2 separate regions of the Mus musculus genome follow, and region 1 is linked to region 2. A link is a contact called in public promoter capture Hi-C data. All regions are on one chromosome and are shown on one strand. Each heading gives the region's core, a stretch centred on a gene start, on an enhancer-like site or on the middle of the called end of the contact. The rest is flanking DNA. Distances are from core to core; before and after follow the strand shown. Region 1 holds the start of 9330162012Rik (cDNA RIKEN 9330162012 gene). Region 2 overlaps Cmah (cytidine monophospho-N-acetylneuraminic acid hydroxylase).

What was found. Promoter capture Hi-C pulls out the DNA fragments that hold promoters and counts their contacts.
Region 1: a contact with region 2 is called in a promoter capture Hi-C map of pre-B cells, with 2.3 times the contacts expected there. The contact joins the promoter of 9330162012Rik here to the enhancer-like site in region 2. A contact is called at or near these places in 7 of 39 promoter capture datasets (the 3T3-L1 cell line, the HPC-7 cell line, cranial neural crest and 3 more), 2 of 115 datasets of contacts at active chromatin or transcription factors (large pre-B cells and memory CD8 T cells) and 1 of 9 other capture datasets (liver).

What each region holds. Positions count from the first base shown.
Region 1 is chr13:24,935,082-24,939,539 of GRCm38.p6, forward strand. It overlaps 9330162012Rik (cDNA RIKEN 9330162012 gene), which reads left to right and starts at 2,320. Exons shown (of 2, transcript NR_102323.1): 1 at 2,320-2,522; 2 at 2,704-3,968. Aldh5a1 (aldhehyde dehydrogenase family 5, subfamily A1) reads right to left here and starts at 2,580. Exons shown (of 10, transcript NM_172532.3): 1 at 2,170-2,580. The coding sequence starts at 2,487. It also overlaps a transcript of Gpld1 not described here.
Region 2 is chr13:24,442,586-24,447,135 of GRCm38.p6, forward strand. All of the region lies in intron 11 of Cmah (cytidine monophospho-N-acetylneuraminic acid hydroxylase), which reads left to right. Among named protein-coding and RNA genes, the nearest start is that of Gm22013, 42 kb to the right of the region's middle. Within about 2 kb of position 2,261, at least 77 of the 459 cell types and tissues checked have an H3K27ac peak or open chromatin away from gene starts, as enhancers often do. A contact at or near this core is called in the HPC-7 cell line, liver and pre-B cells, where this site is marked.

The DNA.
Region 1 (4,458 bases), core at 1,070-3,569, 490 kb after region 2:
CCAAACAGTACAGGCTACTATTGATTGTGGATTCCTACCAGCTAAATCCATAGGGAAAACAAAATTATTTTCTTTATCAAGTTAGCATGCCTCAAGAACTTCCCTATTCCCAAAACAAAGAAACAACAATAACAAAAGCAAGCACAGGCCCGTTCATCGGCCACGGCCCTCTTACAGCCTCTTTCAGAACTCCCATTACCATTATCAAAGTCTACTGGGAAGTCCTTAGATGGTCCACAGGTCCTGAATGAAGCAGCTCCTTCCTCCCCAAGCTCTGTGACAGCTCCCTGCATCTCTTCTTAGTTCTTGGTCCACTCTAGGCCACAAGGGCCTCCTTGCTGTTCTGGAAGCCCAGTAGCCATGTTCCCGAGTTGCTCAGGATCTCCCCTTGCCTCTCTTCATCCTTATACCTAATATCCTCAGAAAGGCCAACCCTGATGTTATAGGAGAAAATGTGCCCCCTGCTAGAGGGAGGTGTTGAAGCCCCGAGTCACCTCATCAGTGCCTCAGAATGAGTCTTTAAAGAAGTGATTAAAGGCAGCTAGGCCTTCAGTCAACAACTGGCCCCAGAAGAAGGCCACGGTGATAGAACCACACAGACCAATTGGAGAAAAAGCATGATGTCTACAAGTTTGGGAGAAAGGCCTCAGATGAAACCAGGCCTGCCGCCATCTTGATCTCTGTTTTAGGGTTTCTATTGCTGCAACACAACATCATGGTCAAAAAGCAAGTTGGTGAGGAAAGGGTTTATTTGGCTTACACTTCGACAACACTGTTTATCAGGGAAGGAAGCCAGGACAGGAACTCAAACAGGGACAGAAACCTGGAGGCAGGAACCTGATGCAGAGGCCAATGAGGGGTGCTGTTTACCAATGGCTTGCTCAGACTGCTTTATTATAGAACCCAGGACCACTAGACAAGGGATGCCACCACTCACAACGGACTGGGCCCTCCTCCACTGATCACTAACTAAGAAAATGTCTTGTAGGCTTCCCTATAGTCCAGTCTTATGGAGGCTCCTTCCTCTCTGATGACCTTAGCTTATTCCAAGTTCACATAGAACTTAGCCAGCACAGCCTCTGACTTCTGGCCTCGGGAACTGCAGGAAGACACACTCCTGTCACTGTAAGCTGCCCAAATGGCCACCTTGGCCTCTCCTCTGACCTCTGGGCCTGCATGTGTCTTTTGCCCCCACATTATTCATCAGTTCCAGCACACTTCCTTGCTCTTTACAGCTTGCAGTTTGGATCTCCAAAACATCACGTAAGCTCTATAAGGGGCTGGATTTTCTTAAGATTCATTTATTTTATGCATATGAGCATTGGCTTGCATGCATGTATGTGTGCCTTCAGCAATCCCCTGGAACTGGAGTCCCAAACTGGTGAGAGTTGCCCCGGGAGCGCTGAGAACTGAACCCAGAAACTCTGCAAGAGCAGCAAGTACATCTCAAAAGGCGAACCGTTCTCCAGCCTCCCCCAACCTTTTTTCTGGACTCTGTATTCCAAGCACCTCCAGAAATACGTGGCACCCCCACGAAGGGTGGACCAATGTGAAGGCTCTAGTGCTTGTACCCTCATCAGGAGACAGCAGCAGGAAATGAAGGATAAAGAGACTATGATTTCATGGGGTTGGCTGCAGGGGTACTATCAAAAATAAAGGAGGAAGAATTTTTCTAAAATAATTTTCTGTCCTCACCATCTACCCTCCACTGTCCAGCCATCTCTGTTAGTAAGCGCATTTAGACCTAAAGTCAGAGAATGCCCCTAGACTTTTTCCCTCCTCTGAACGAAGCTCACATGTCCTTTCTCAGTGTCCTTGACACAGCTCCTACACATACAGCCCCAACATGCAACCTACATATACAGATACACATTCCCTACATACAGCTTTCACATACAGGGCTCTCTCTCATCTTCCTTCTACTCTCTCTCTCTCTCTCTCTCTCTCAGATAGGCTGGCTGACATAGCTCACTTTTATTATGCACACCTGTCGATACATGTAGGAAGGGGATCTGATAACCGTACGCATGCTCCAAACTAATTTATCTCTTTTTGTTGTTTGCTCTGGCTTTCCGTACTGTGTATCCCGAGGAACCGGTTTCACTTTGTTTCACTCTGTGGATCTCTGCTTCCTTCTAGGCCGGGATCCCGCACCTGCGGTGCTCTCACCTTGACCGAGACCCCTTTCCAGCTGTTGAAGGCATCGTAGGCGGCGCGCACAGCAGCGCGGGCCTCGGGTACCCCGCAGTCGGCCACGGTGCCCAGCTTGGCGCCGCTGGCCGGGTCGTACACCGGGAAGGTGGCGGGGGCTGGGAGCCAGCGGCCGCCCACGAAGCTGTCCCCGCGGAGTAGGTCGGCGTGGAGGCCCCCGGGGCCGCTGGCGTAGCTGCGCCGCGGGGTTCCTGCGGGCTCCGGGCGGAAGCGGCCGGGAGGCGGCAGCGCAGGACGCGCGGCCCAGAAGCTCCGCAGCAGAAAGCAGGTCGCCATGGCCCGGCAGTAGCGGCGACACCGGCAAGGGACAGGCAAGCGAGCTGCAGGATCTCAGGGGTCGCGGGAAAGCGGGAGCCCGGCGGCGGGGACGCGCGGGGTGGCGGGGACGCGCGGGGTGGCGGAGACACCGAGAGCGCCCTCTCTCTGAGCTGTTGAGATTGGAGCTGCGAGGAGACAGAGCTTGAACTGTGTTCCCCGCACGTTCTTCTCCAGGGCCTGCGAATGGAAAGACTCCCAGCAAGATGAATTCGTGCACATAACTCACCGTTCTCAATGTCGGATGCTCACCTGTCATTTCTTTAGGCCTTAATTGTGACGGGAGCACTTTCTGTTCCCCAGTTCCCCAGCCCCGGCAATATGCACTCCGTCTAAAGAAGGCACCAAAGGCCAAACTCGCGGTTTCATATGCTCGGGCTACTGAGCATTGGAACTGGGGATCACTGTTCAGTGAGGGGTGAAGTGTGGCTCAGTGATCGGTTCCTTGCATGCTTTTCTACATATCCCCTTCATGAATTCGGAGCACAGCGCTCCTGAGTACTGAGATTTGGGGCAACCGTTCAATTAGGGTCGAAGTGAGGCTTCCTCTTGCATGCTTTCTGTGTGTGTCCTCTGTTGGTCCTGAGCAGTGGTGCTCCCAAGCCACTGCCCTTTGCTTCGTGACGTAGCTGCTGTACATCAAGCAACTAACAGAGCTGAAGTTTAGTAACTGGAAACAATCATCCTAGAAGTAATAATAAGCCCGGTGTTGTGGCCAGCACTTGGGAGGCTCTCGGTAAGTTCAAGGCTGAGACCCTATTTTAAAAAAGAAATCAACAGGGGTGTGAGGATTGAACATAGCACTATCACCTTAAACAAAATCTTCATCCTCCTGCTGCATCTGGGCCCCAAACTCTGCAGAAGAAAGAAACCCTAAGTTTTAATTTGAATAAAAGAAACAGCAGGTTTGTGTTCAGAATACGTGGAGTCAAATGTTGTTGTTATTATTGAGAAAACATGTTATTATGTAGCCTAGGATGACCTACATCTCGCAGTCTTCCTTCCTAGAGTTCTGGAATTACAGGCGAGCACTACATGCCCCAGTTAGAATATTGTATTTGCAAAATGCCTTGGATGTTCTTTTAATTGTTGGCTTTGTCTTCTGCTGAGTCAGAGCCTCCCAGTCATGTGCCAGATACATCTGGCAGAAGTCTCAATAGCAGGATTTAATTGTGTGTACAGGTAGGTGTGCACACATATGTGCTGTGTGTGTTCACTACTTTGTCCTGTATTTTATTAAGGGAACTGGAGCGAGAAGCGGTCAAGATAAGGAGGGCCTCCGGTGGCTTTCTCAGCTATCGCAAGCTGGCCGGCCTGTATTCCTGCTGCCTGTAGGGGGCGCTCTACTCATAGACCATTCTATCTTCTCTGGACATTCCTTCAGATCTTGTCTTAATCACTGTAGACCCCAAACTTGAAATCGGCTTTGTGTCTCGGGATCCAATATAGAATTCACTGTCTCTCGTTATCTCTCTCTCTCTCTTCCTCCCCTTTTTTCTTTTATTTCTGTAAAGATTCATCTTGAAAAAAAAAAAAAACAGAAATAAAAGAAAAACATCTTGTTTGGTAACCAAAGCCAACGTCAAATTCACTATGCAGCCCAGGCTGGTCTTGAACTCAGGGAATCCACGGTATCAATCTGAGAGTATTCAAGCAAGTCACCGCTCCTGGCTTGAGAAACTTTGTAAAAGCTCTGCCTACTCTCCTTTTCAGCTGAGTTGCCCGCCTTGCATTTGCGCTCTAGGAGTAACACCGAAGTCTCGTAGCACTTTCACTGTTTGTTTCTTAGAAAGTGAGAAAAAAAAAACCCACAAAAATTCCCAAAAGCCTAAGCACACAATATTTAGGTTTAGTCTTACTGTTAATCTTCACAGCAACGCGGTAGTAAAATGCTTTTACTTACTTGTTGAAGGAAGGAGCTCACCAAGGCAA
Region 2 (4,550 bases), core at 1,011-3,510:
GAACCTGAACTCTGCAGCACACAGGAGAGAAATAGCGACTAGGACTCAGTTGTCTCCCTGGAGCAGAGCTGAGCTCTGAACCACTTTTCCCCTCAGCCCAGCCTGAGCACTGGTCACACTTGCTGTTAGAAAGCACCCAGGAAGATGCTCTAGACCCGTTTCCTCAACTCTAATCCTTGAGCTGGAATCTGGGAAGAGCCAGTAATTCCAGGGAAGAGGCAGGTGCTGGAGTAGCAAAGAAAGTCCTTGGCTCAGAGTCCAAAATGCTTTTGATATTTTAACAACTGGTATATCTAACTAGACAAATACTAATTTTGTCCCTAAGGAATTGTTAAAGGGGGTGGTAAAGAAAAGAACTTGCCAGCATTCACAACTGTCACATCTAACAATGTAGGGACACCCAAGAAGGGGATAGAGGGCTTTTAGTCTTTATCCACCTCAAAATAGAAAAATAGAAGCACCCCCAAACACTGCCATGGATGTAACCCAGTGCACAGCTCAGAGGCAGGCAGTGTAACATAGCAGGGAAGTGGACGATTCAGGCTTTAGACTGCTTAAAGTTTAGAAATATGTTGTACCAACAGGGGAACCCAAGGCTGATATCAACCTGAACTCTAAATGTCTGTGATCAGGACACAATAGAAGAAGTAGCCAACTATCATTGTTATTTTCTTGAGACAAGCTCTTCCTATGTAGTTTAAGCTAGCTTTAAGCTCATTATCTGTCTCCCTCAAGCTCTCCAGTATTAGGACTGCAAAACTGTACTACCAAACCCAGCTTTAAAAGTTATTTCACAGAGTCTAGGTCATAAACAGCTATAAAATGCCTCAGACAATGTCAAATTTGGAAGGTTTCCCGGAAATATGTATTTTTTTCTTTTCTCACTTCCTTTCTTCTTGTGACTCCTTACCATATTTAGGGGGATCACTGAAAGCAAATTTTCTGGAAACAATAATTGTAGGATCATGGAAATGACTGTATCACAGCTCAGTAGTGGGATTGTAGACATATCCTCTGATAGTTTGTATAAGGAGGCATTAAATCATATTCCCTGTTCAGCCTCAAACGGTTAATGCAAGCCCACTTTCCCCATAGGCAAACTGAGCTCTGCACAGTGAACCATTGGGCAGTAGCATACACTGAGCAAACTGTATGACCTATGACCTCAGGACCCTGAAAAGTAAACAATCGCAGAAAATAGAAACAAAATGACAGCTTGACAGAATAACCCTTCAGTGATGCTGAGGTTTTAACTTTGTGTTTACTTGATTATTTGGGAATGGTATCCTGTGATGAAGTCCAGGCTAGCTTCAAACTCAAGATGCTTCTGGCTCAGCCCCAAATGCTAGGATTATGAGCACGTGCCACTATGCCACACCCTATGCTTCTGTTTTCTCAAAACCATAGTCTCTCTCTCTCTCTCTCTCTCTCTCTCTCTCTCTCTCTCTCTCTCTCTCTCTCTCTCCCTCTCTCCCTCTCCCTCTCTCTCTCTCTCTCCTCAAGACAGTCAAAGAGTGGTGTTGAATGCTGGTGAGAACAGGACACATTGCTGGGGTAAGGGTGGAGCAGGGTAGAGCAGGGGTGGGGTCGAAATCGAGGAAGATCAGAATAAGCAGGAGAACCTTCTGAGCTGGAAGGTTTTGTTTCCTTTAGTTCTTTCCTTTTCACTTGCCAAGTCCCCAGGTGACTGCTTCAGTCACAAGGCTGCCTCCATGAAACCCCAGGAGAGGGGAAAGAAGCCTTCTCTCAGGTCAGAAGGACTTTGATTTCAAGAGAGTAGAGAGAATCCTGTTGCTCTTTCTCTTCTTCCCTCAACTCGCTCCACCTACCTTCCCTGTTTGCTCTTTGGGAGACAGGGTCTGCTGCAGTATCCCGGTCCAGCCTTGAACTTGCAGCAGTTCTTGCCCCAGCTTTCCGAAGACGCAGAAAGGCCGTGAGTCTTGCTCTGTTGCTGTTTTTCTTTCTCTAATGCTTGGCCCCAAAGTAAATGGAATTCTTAGAAAGAAAGTACTCATCCAGTCAGGGAAGCCAAAGCCCTGGCTTCTCAGTAGATTATTTTCTACTGATGGATCATTTGACATTGATAGAGAGTAGACACTTGGGAGGCAAGAAAGTACTGGGGAATGTTTCAGGGAGAGTTATGGCTTATGAAAATGAGCCAGAAGAGCAAGTAAACTCTGGAGCTCGGCAACTGGCTGTACTTTGTGACCATAAGCAGGAGACGGAGACTCTGCAACTGAAGTACAAGAGAGAGCACAGCTTAAGCCCCATACTGGTGACCTGTGTGACCCCATGCTGGTGATTTGGCAATTGTGGAACAGAGCTAAAAGAGGAACTGAAATGAAAACCGCAGCCTGAAGATAGCATTTTTGAACTTGTAGCATAAACATGACCTGCTTTTAATATTTATTAAAACGAAAGTATAAACTGCCACAAATAGAAACAACACCCAGAGTATCATAAAATAGTTTTCTAAGGAAAAAGATAAGATCAAAAACTAAGTATAAAGAAAACCAGGAAAACATTGCCATGTCACGAGGGGAAGCACAATATATAGTAGATCCAAAATGACACAGATGCTAGAATTATTAGGGAAAAAAATCAAACATCTATAAAAGTTATGTTTCAATAAGTAATGGCAAAATCCTTTGACTGTAAAGACAGAAAGAAAGCTACTCACACAGAGAGAAGATAGAAGAACTAAATGGAAAATTTACATTCAAACTACACAGTCTACAAGGGCAAACACCTGGATGTGTTTCAAGGGCCTGCTGGGATTGAGAACAGCAAGAGGAAGTGAACTTAAAGATAGAGCAACAGAAGCCATGAAACCTATAAACAGGAAGAAAAAGACTGGGACAAACAAGAACAGGGGACCCGTGGGACAACGGCAAATGTCAGGTATCCATGAAGAAGAGGTAAAGGCCACGCATGTAAACAAGAGGAAGAGTGGGTGGATGGAACTAAACTTAATAAAGGTCAGAAACTTAGATGCTAGAAGCACAGTAAGGCCCCAAACAATATAAACTTGAATCAAAAGAAGCCTGGACCCATCAGAACAAAATTACCAAAACATAAAGACACAGCAATATCAAATTACCTTGGTTTTTTGTTTGTTTGTTTGCTTGCTTGCTTGTTTTTATCAGAGGAAACAATTCAAATAACTGGGCTTCTAATCAGAAACAGTGATGGCTGGAAGTTAGTGGAATTTTAAATGTGTTTACAAGACAAAACAATTGCATCTAGATCCAGGAAAGAGGTATTGGGGCAGAGAGGAAAGCAGACATTCTCAGATGAGAGGGCTCTGGGGATCACTGCCTTAGAAAAACTCATGGGATGTTCTTCGATTAAAGAGGCGTGGTTGTGAGGGAGAACAGAAATGAAAATATCTTGACATATTTAGTGGACAGCTTTTTCATTAGGTTTTTTAATTTGAAAGATGATGTAACACCGAGACAACTATCAGTATGGAGAGATGTTATAGATTAAACTGTGTCTGTTCAAAATTTTTATATTAAAACACTGAGCCCTGAGTAGTTCAGAAATAGAGCTTGCTTGAAGGTAGGGCCTATACAAAAGGAATCTAGTTAAAATGATTTCATGAGGGCAGACCTTGTACTTAAGAGTTGGCCAGTGTCCTTAAAACAAGGCACAATTTGGGCACAGAGACACATGAAGGAAAGATGATATGAGGAGACAAAGGTGAGGTGGCTCAGGAATGGTCATGGTCAGAGTCCGAGCTCAGCATGCAGGAGGCACGGGTCCTGCTGTACAGCGAATTTGACCTTCTAGCTTCTGCAGTGATAAACAAAACAGCATTCCTATTTTACTTCTGTTCTCTAAGCACCTCCAGCGTGGCAATTAGAGCAAAGTGATTCAAGATTCACACATGATGTAATCCAAGTAGATTGTGAGAAACTAGTGTAGATCGTGTAGAATGTTATAACATTATAATCCCCAGAGCAGCTAGTTTATAAGGGAGGTGATTGACCAAAAAGATTTAACAGGCAGACTAAATAGAATACCAAAAGACTTGCAAGTAACTTAAAAGAAGCCAAAGTGGGAATCAGGAAACAGAGGAATACAGATAAGTGACAGACATAACTCAAGAGATACCGATAATTGTATTAAATATGAATGATTGAGTAGCCCAGAGCAGTCCCTTTTCAGCGCCCCACTCAAGCTTCTATGATTTCATGGCCCACAGAAAGTAGAGATAGAATAGAAAAGGTAGCTTCTTTTAAAAAATAAGAAAATTAAACTACTAGATGATAGAGATCGTCATGGATAAAGGAAGGCAGACTCTGTGGTTACACACACACACACACACACACACACACACACACACACACACACACACATCCATTTCAAACATAAGCACAGAGATAAATGGCTACAAAAAGTTACTGCTGAAGAAGAAAGGATCGGCTGATGCCAGATGAATGTAGGCTTCAGAACAGGGTGTGAGAAACATAGTAATGTCAGTTCACTCAGGAGACAGAAGAGTCTGCTGTGTGTGTGCCTGACATCAGATCTGTAAACACACTGAT